2 separate regions of the Astyanax mexicanus genome follow, and region 2 is linked to region 1. The links are chromatin contacts, called in public Hi-C maps. All regions are on one chromosome and are shown on one strand. Each heading gives the region's core, a stretch centred on a gene start, on an enhancer-like site or on the middle of the called end of the contact. The rest is flanking DNA. Distances are from core to core; before and after follow the strand shown. Region 1 overlaps fgd4a (FYVE, RhoGEF and PH domain containing 4a). Region 2 overlaps fgd4a (FYVE, RhoGEF and PH domain containing 4a).

The links. A called contact is a pair of places that touch in the nucleus more often than the background predicts.
Region 2: a contact with region 1 is called in a Hi-C map of muscle, with 5 times the contacts expected there. The contact joins two enhancer-like sites. A contact is called at or near these places in 2 of 3 Hi-C or Micro-C datasets (both in muscle).

The regions. Positions count from the first base shown.
Region 1 is chr9:18,076,587-18,081,196 of AstMex3_surface, reverse strand. fgd4a (FYVE, RhoGEF and PH domain containing 4a) reads left to right here. Exons shown (of 18, transcript XM_022679603.2): 3 at 1,611-1,742. Among protein-coding and RNA genes, the nearest start is that of nup205, 48 kb to the right of the region's middle. Within about 2 kb of position 1,681, the one cell type or tissue checked has an H3K27ac peak away from gene starts, as active enhancers do.
Region 2 is chr9:18,114,506-18,118,822 of AstMex3_surface, reverse strand. All of the region lies in intron 1 of fgd4a (FYVE, RhoGEF and PH domain containing 4a), which reads left to right. Among protein-coding and RNA genes, the nearest start is that of fgd4a, 21 kb to the left of the region's middle. Within about 2 kb of position 2,737, the one cell type or tissue checked has an H3K27ac peak away from gene starts, as active enhancers do.

The DNA.
Region 1 (4,610 bases), core at 432-2,931:
AAGGTTGCTTCAAGTTCTCTCTTGAGTCATAGCCGGTTTCAGGGTCACTTTTCTGTTGACCATGACACATTTTAGAAACCTTACAAACCTTAACTTAAACCTCATACTTTTCACTTCCGCACAAACACATGGGAATAGAATGCACACACCATGCTAACTGAAAAAAAAAAAAAAACATCAGTGTAATAGCTAAAGAATGTTGAAGGACCTGGTAAACAGTAGATGCATTTTCTTAGTTGGACACATAGACATTACATCACATGTATGGCATTTGGCAGACACCCTTACCCACTGCTTAGTCATTAACTTGGATCATATAAGTCTAGTATTGATGGACACAGCATTCTAGGCTCTGGAGCTCTACTACTACCAGAAACTATTTTGCCTACTTTTTGCAGATTCATTCGCTACAGGCCTTCAGATTTTATGACCTCAGGTTAGCTTAAGAACAGTGCACAAAGAGCTTTATGACATGGGTGTACATGGCTGAGCAACTGCATTGGTGTAAAGCACACTCCCACTGGTGTCTAGAGAAGTGGAGCCTGGCAGTCTGATGGACATCTGGGAAGTCTGGGTTTGGAGCCACACACATGCACTTCTGGAAGAATGCTCAAATAGTCCCATAAACACACTCCTAAACCTTGTGGAAAGTTTTACCTGAAGAGCTGGATCTGTTCTAGCTGCAAAAGCTAAACCAACATCATAGTACACCATATGGATTTAAAATATATATAAATATATATTTATATAAATATTTGGCATTCTGGCAATATAGTTCTTTAATAAGTGCTCACAAAAGAAGCTGACATTTAAGGCCTCAAGGTCCAGAAGTTCATTCCTCTACCATGGTGACCAGACAGAGAATAGCCAGGATGCTTGTCTTCAATGCACCCTGAGGGGTCAACATACTCAGAGCATGAAGGGCTCAAGGTACAGATTGGGTTTGGAGAATTGGCTTCAGGGAACTAGGGCTGGAACAGTTTTGGCTTTTTTTGTATGCTGGTGTCAGGGTTTTTTATATGATGCAGGCTGTTACTGGAAGCCAGTGAAGGGTACATAGCAAGAGGGTGATACTGCTAAACTTTAGAAGGTTTAAAGATGAGTCTAGCTGCCGCATTCTGAACTAGTTGCAGGGGGCTGATGGCACACATAGGAAGGTCTGCCAGGAGTGAGTTGCAGTAGATGAGTTTTGAGATGAGAAGAGACTGCACAGGTACCTAGGAGGCCTCCGTTAGCAGAACACACTGTGCATTTTGGATGGCAGGTAGAATTGTAGCTGATATGAGTGTAGATACTAAATCATCTGAGATTAGGGTTGTCAACTTTTCTAGCTTCATCAGTAATACTTGACCTTATGTTTGTGAAAAAGCCTGTATTTGTCCATCATGTCTTTAATCAGTTACTGATGTATAATATCTATCTGTTATTTTCCACTTCAGGCTTCCCTGATCTTCTGTTTGCTTCAAATACATTCACAGATCTAGCAGTCAGAACACAATTAGCATTATTGTCTGTACTGTTCTTAAATATAAGACCGGTACCTCTGCTAGTCCCGTACTGAGAAAGAAAAACCTTGAGTTCATCCTCTTTCTCGCTCTCTTTTTTTTCAGATCCTGGCAGTAGCCCCGGAGAACGTCGTAGTCAGAAGCTGAGTCGGGGATGCAGAGGCAGTAACAAGAGCTCCAGTGGAGTAAATGGAAGAGGCTCGGGCCGCCACCTCCCTCAGCATCTCAAACCACACGGTAAAGCCCACAAAGAGTTTATCTCTTCAATACAAACCACAACATGCAAAACTTCACCTGCATGTATCTACACCTACTTACGTCACACTGCAGTGTTCAGTGATCACATGTGATCAACAGTGTGTGAATACCACTAGAAGGCCAATGGAGAGATAGAAGCCAAAAGCATAGAAAACATAACATTGAAACAGCTGAACTAACAAATACTAACAGCTGAACTAACACTATAGATGGATTAGTATCAGGACATCTCATTTCAGTGTTTCCTCTGAAATTAAGGGTATTTGAAAGAGTTTACCTTACTTTTTTTTTTTTAAATAATTGTGTCAACTATCCAGAAATGGCTTTCTGCTAGATTTTGGAGTATTGCTCTGAGAATTTAAGAGCATTAAGAGCATTGTTTGCTCAACAGTTCGGTAAATAAATGCCCCACTTAATCCGCCACTCCCCAGCTTGTCCCAAACGTATGGGATGCCCCCACCTGGCATTAAACTTTGTGGCAATGGGGTCATGTTTAATCTGCTCCAAGGAGTCCAATTCTATTGGCCATATTGACCTCTACAGGAACTAGACAATCTGTGTGTGTGCATTTGCACATCTCTGTGAGCTAAATGCATTAATTAAAAGGGTGTCTACAAACTGTTGGACACTTAGTGTCGCTATATTCATAAATTAAATCACTCAGGGTTCACGCAGGAAAGTGGTACCTGACTGTAAAGGTCTTATTTAGATCTACCATAACATTAAAAACCTATAAAATGTAGGTTTTAACTAAAAAAGTAAACAGTCAGTTCTTGAAGATGATTTGTTGAAAGTCCAAGGAAATACAATCTATTGAGGCTTCATCTCACAACATACACATGATCTGCTTCTAACATCTTGCCAAGATATGGTGCCAGATATCACCGGACACCTTTAGAAGCCATGGGGAGTCCATGTCCTGGTGCTGTAACTGTGTAATTTCTTTGTTGACGTCAAAAAGTACAAAATATTGTTCATTGAGACAGAGTTGTATATGATTAGCTTGGCTAGTTTGTCATTGATGAAGGTTAATTTGAGACTGCTTTTATTTGTTGAGCTTAAGTATAAACTGGTTCGACCATCCTCTTTAAGGCCCACTGACAGGGGATTAACATAATCATAAAGGTCCTTGAGGAGTGAATGAAGCCAGACAGATTAAAAAGGTTCTTATTCAGCATTGTCATCGTAGCTTGACTGCAGTAGAGCAATGAGTGCCCTACTCACCAGAGTGAGCTAGTGTTCTTAAATCAAGATGCTCAGGAAAATGGGATGACTGCAGGCTCTCTGTTGTTTAGACAAAATAAAGCTTAAAGAGAAGAGATAAAGAAACTCAACATTAGTAATGAAATGCTGAACTTTTACACCTGAATGTTAAAAGCAAGATTTTAACCAAAGTTTACTGTATACATGTGGTTTCATTTTTACACTGCAGGTTAGTGAGCACACTAAGAACTGTGGCAAAGACAAGAGGGTGTGGTTTAGAGGTTGGCATGTTGTGAATTTGATGAGTTGTCCTTCAAGGGGTTGTACAGAATTCTGCCTCCCTGCAGGACTCCATTCAATTGCACATCCATCACACATCAGAAATAGTTTAAGACATTACCCTCGGATTGCTTTTATTTCTGTTTATAATTAAAGGTTAGTCTACAGTTAGAGTAGGCATAGGAGTCACCAGTATAATCTATTGTGCCCATACTGCTGCTTAATGCACAGATGCACAAAGAGAGGTCAGATCTCGACACAGCACCAGTTATTTTCTTTTACTATTGTTTAATAGACGAGGAGAGTCTGCATAAGCTTCAAAAACGTGGTTTTACACAGCAAACAAACTAGGGCTGCATAGCAGGACATGCAAATATAGATACCTGGGATTTTTGAAAAGTGATTCTCATTTTTCATAATATATCTACAAAAGGTAGATTGTATTTGTTTACTCCAGTCTTTTATATGTTAAATCATTGATGTCTGTAGGAAAAAAATGATTAAAAAAATATATTGCTATATATATATCGCAATATATCGTGTCTAGCATTGAGCTGTGGAATGAAGGTGCTCCATCCAGTACTTTTGTTATGAGTCAGGGAGTTTGACATAAGGTGTAGGTGTTATCCTGACCTTACTTACAAATAACAAATATATATATATAACATATATGTGTGTGTGTGTGGATATATATATATATATATATATATATATATATATATATATATATATATATATATATATATATATATATATATATATATAATAACAAGATATCACAATGTCAGTTTTTTTTTATATATATATATATATATATATATATATATATATATATATATATACCGTGCGGCCCTACAACAAACCAAACCATGGTTCAGTTCACCTAGACCGATATGACCTCTTTTGTTGGGACCTTTGTTTTGCTGCACCTTCTACACCTGCTGTTTTAGTTTGGACCAAACTATTCATTCCAAAGGTCCAAATCAAACATGGTAGGAAGTGCAATGTGCAGTGAATGAGTGCATACTAGAGCATGATTATTGCCTGTATTGAGAGATATTGTATGTGATGCTTAACGCACTTCCACAGCTGGAGGAAACCAGCAGTGTTGGAGTGTGTGTGTGTGTGTGCTCACCCTCCTCCAGCATTGGCCAGTTTGCTGCAATGAAGCACTTCCACCATCTTATGGTGCTTTGCAGGCACTGCAGTTATAAAATTTTAATTCGCTTCCAATGACTTTAATCTTAGTTTGTGTTCATTTTAGGATGTGGTTTGCTGATACCCGTTCTATTGATTGCATACAGCTAGTTTAAATTGCACCTATTGCTGACACAGGTGTAATGCATACTCATGCACCTTGCCTAG
Region 2 (4,317 bases), core at 1,488-3,987, 37 kb before region 1:
ACAAAATTAGCATGAAAGGCATCCTGCAGCATATTTGCCCACAGCTGGGCCTGTAGATCCTGCAAAGTTGGCATCCCAGCTGGTCCCAGAAATGCTTAATTGATGCTGAACAGTCAGGCCAAGGAAGGAGCATTATACTGCTAAAAAAATACCAGTTAGAAGCCCTGCTATTAGAGGCAACACCTGTGGCAGCAGGTTCTTCACATAACTTGGAGATAGCACTGTGCCTCATTTCATAACTAGGGGTAACTGACTGTCATATGATCATCACAGTAGAAGTAGAGGCAGGGTTTCACTTAACTGCAAAGGTAGGATCAAAGTGCTCACCACAAAGCCTCCATACTTGAACCTGACTGCCATTGGATCCAAAAAATAACCTGGATTTGTTGCTAAAAAAGCAGTCCAGGTTTTTTGTTCAGAACACCACTGCAAATCAAACTGCCTGACTGGCAGATGGCCTAGGTGGTAGGTTATTAATTGACACAGCCATCCTCTTTTTATAGTGTAATTATAGTGCACCCCCTCTCAGACTGTGTCAGCTGGGAAAAATGTCTTCAAGTGCATCATAAAGGCATTTCTAGCACTCAGTGATCCCTCACCAGGAAGTTGACAACCCAAAGGTAACCTCTAAGATTGTTTTAGCCGTCTTGTATTAAGACCAGTGTCTAATCAAAACAAACTGTGATCATTTACGTAGATGTCTGCGTGAGAAATAAATGCATCATGATGGGAATGATTATAGTTTTTAAAATAAAATAAGCCTTTTAAACACATAATTGTACTGTCTAATTGTGTAATTGGACTGTTTTAAAGTGATTCAAGGTGTGTACACCTTTCTGTAAACTTTGTTTTCCCACTAATTAAAGGCCTGCTGTTCTCCTTTGGGTGAAGGTTGAAAGCTTCAGTGCAGTGCTGGTGTCAGCTCTGTTCTTTTCCACTGGGCTTGTGTATTGATTTGGACTGGGCTGTGTTGGCCGCCAGTAGGGAACAGTTTCATCTGCCTTTTGGTTCTCTCACCCACACAGATCTGTCCGACAGAAGAATTCCGACCAGCAGAGTTCTGTGTTTGTGTGTGTGTGTTTGTGTGTTTGTGTGTGTGTGTGTGTGTGTGTTTGTGTGTGTGTGTGTGTGTGTGTGTGTGTGTGTGTGTGTGTGTGTGTGTTCGCGTGCACATGTGCTTTTCTGTTTTACAAGGTTTATATGTGTGTGTGTGTGCCAGTGGTGAGGTAGCTAGGTAATGTCCTAATATGGGTCGTGTATGTTTCTGTGTGCAGTACAGTCTAAGCTCAGAGGTATGTATCACATTGTTAAATCTGTGAGCAGAATTTACTTAACAGTTACTGCATTTGTCTGATACTCTTATCCAGAGTGACTGGCGCGCTTGTCCTCTGGCTCAGCCAGACAATCAATCTCTAGTCTGGCACAGAGGAGGGCAATGTTATTACCCACTATGCTACAATAACTTGCTATATTGCAGTTAAATACTGTTTTGCCATTGTTATAGCCTTGTAACCTGCAGTAAAACCCTTATATAACGCTTAATGTTCCATCTAAGCATTGGACTTCTCATCTGGATACTGCAGGTTCGATCCTCCGTGAGTGGAAAACCAAGAGTTCATAGTTGGTTGTATCCAAAGTACTTCATTCATTGACTCATTGACTCACTGATGTTTAGCAGGCTGAAGATTCTCCACAAGAGGTGGAATACATTTAGTATAGGTACTCAAATGGTTTATGGTGCTTCACATTAATAAAATAGTTTGTGTCTGTGCATGTTTGTGTGCTTGTTATTCATTGACTGTTTGATTGTTTGGTAAAACAAATCGGTGATGCAACAAAAACAAGTTCCATAAAACATAGGAAATATGTAATCTTTCTTCAATTTGGCACAACACCAGTTCTTTTTTTCTTCTTTTGTTTAAAGGTTTGCCTTAATGTTCTATAAATGTTTCAAACATCTGAACCAACCAAGCAAAAACCTAGGTTCTTATATTCTGAGATTCGAGACTGTTTCTTTTGGTATGACAAATTTTGGTTCTTTGATAAACAATGTAAGTTTGAAGGCATCGTAAAGCATGCTTGTCTTATTTTTGATGTTTTCTATACTATATCTTCATCTAAACTATGTCTTTCACCACTTTGTGTTAAAAAGAGAGACAGCATGTTCCTGATGTCAGCCAATTGAGTTTAACTGAGTCTGCAGCAGCATTGTTATGGCAGAAATCAGGATGTAAATCTGCTTCTACTCTCACTAAATAAATGTTAATGAAACAGAAGACAGCATGTTAACTGCCTTTTCATGGCTCTTTTATTTGGTTGGTAATTAACTGTGTGCAGTGCAACTAGTGTGTGTGTGTGTGTGTGTGTGTGTGTGTGTGTAAGGAAGTGAGTAAAGGAACATGTGTGTTTATTAGTATGTACATACTGCACTCCGACTACACTCACTAATGGCTTTCTAAAGCACCCCATTGCTCTCTGTCTGGATATTAATGATACTCCACCATTCTCAGCACAGAGATGAATATCAGTGATGAAATTCATAAACAACTGCAAATTCCAGATCTCTGACCTGACTCTACTGCACAGGCCAGTCTGCATGCTTCACTATACCTCTGGAAAAATGTAATCAACCAAAGCTGCATATTTCCCTTCTGTTTATGCGCTGATGTGTAAGGCAGCATGTGGCAGGCTGTGATGGGGCCCCTGAGGGTCCGCTGATTGAGGAGTTTGAGCAGAGTCCCTATAGGCTGAGTAGTCATCACTCTAAAGGAGCAGGAGGCCAGTGGAGAACTGTGCTCTGCTGAAGGAATCTGTGATTAATCGCAGCCTTTAACGCCCGGCCTGTGGCAGTGTTTACTGCCAACCCCCACCATCTTTCTGGCTTTACTTCCAGAAGACTGCACCTACTGCATTTTGACAAACATGACAAAACTTGACACACTCGTGATTTTCTCTGAGCACTCGCAGATTGTTCGATGGAGAAGTTGGTCAGATTGGTCAATACTCTTACAGCTTAAAGCTCTTTCGAGCAGAGTCTGCTTTTGTCAGAAGAAAAAAAGCTCACTTCATGTTTTAAAAACAATAAACACATAAATTAATGTTATCTTCCACAGTCTGAAACTGATAGACTGCTACACTGTGTTAGAGAATTATATCTATCCCCATTTATAGAGCACAAATGGCAAAATTCTGTTAGTCTCTGTGTGGAGTTTCCACTATGTTAAAAATCTTATTCATTTTTACATCAGACAAACAAAAACTTGTTGTGAAGGGACCTTTAGAAAGAGACACTGTCTTTCACACAGACATTACAATTGTTGTGTACACAGCTAATATAATCACCATAGAGAACTGCTATACAATAGCAGTAGAATGGGATGATCTGTGCGATCAGTGTGCCCAATGCCAAGCCAGTCACTGGCTAGAGTGGTATAGGGCCCCATTTTAGCAATCTGTATGCGTATCTTCAACCACACAGCTTGGTTTAGGGCGTGTCAGTGTGTCTTTATAATCGTAGCAACAGGCAAAGTAGGACTTTATGTTAAAAGTATGATTTCCCTGTAACTAGCAGGCTTGTGTGTGCATTGGGGACGTGCTTGTTGACAAATCCCTGCCAAGATTACAATGGCTTACTGTTGACGTCTGCCTAGGTTGCTTTCAGTTAGTGGCACACCTGTGTTTTCCATTGCCAAGATAGCAATACACCAGAAATATCCCTAAACCACCCCTTTGGCATAAATTGGCATTTATTTACAAGTGCCGTTGCTATTGAAACGATGCAGGCACAAGCAGTAAAGGTAGAGTGTTAGAGCAGTATGTAAGATAGCAATGAGCTATTTATAGCCTTGCGCAGGGTATAACATAGGGCCCATAATGTCTCTAGCACTGGGCTTTGGAGCAGTGGAAAAGTTTTTGAGATATGGAGCGTTATGCAGGACCTCTAACCTTGGATGTGCTCTTAACAAGTTGTAGGCATTGTATCTATTTAGCTTACTTGCAATTTCTATAGCTTGCAAAGTGTGAAGGTAATGATGGACTGTGGTCCAGTATCAACAACACAATATTCTTCTAAAAATGAGTGGCATCTTGTACTGTTAGTCGGCTTTTACTAGAGCTTTCTCTGATGGGCTGGGTTTATGTAATTTTAGGGGAGGTAATATAATAGGTCAAGACTGTTATGTAACAGTTTTGGAGTTTTGCAATAGGCTCGTTTTACAGCTGTATTCTTGTTTCTGCTGGAACAGAAAAGAGTGTCTGAGGTACATGTTTTTGTCTCTTTCATATTCAGTTTGGTATTCAACACAAGGATAGGATCGG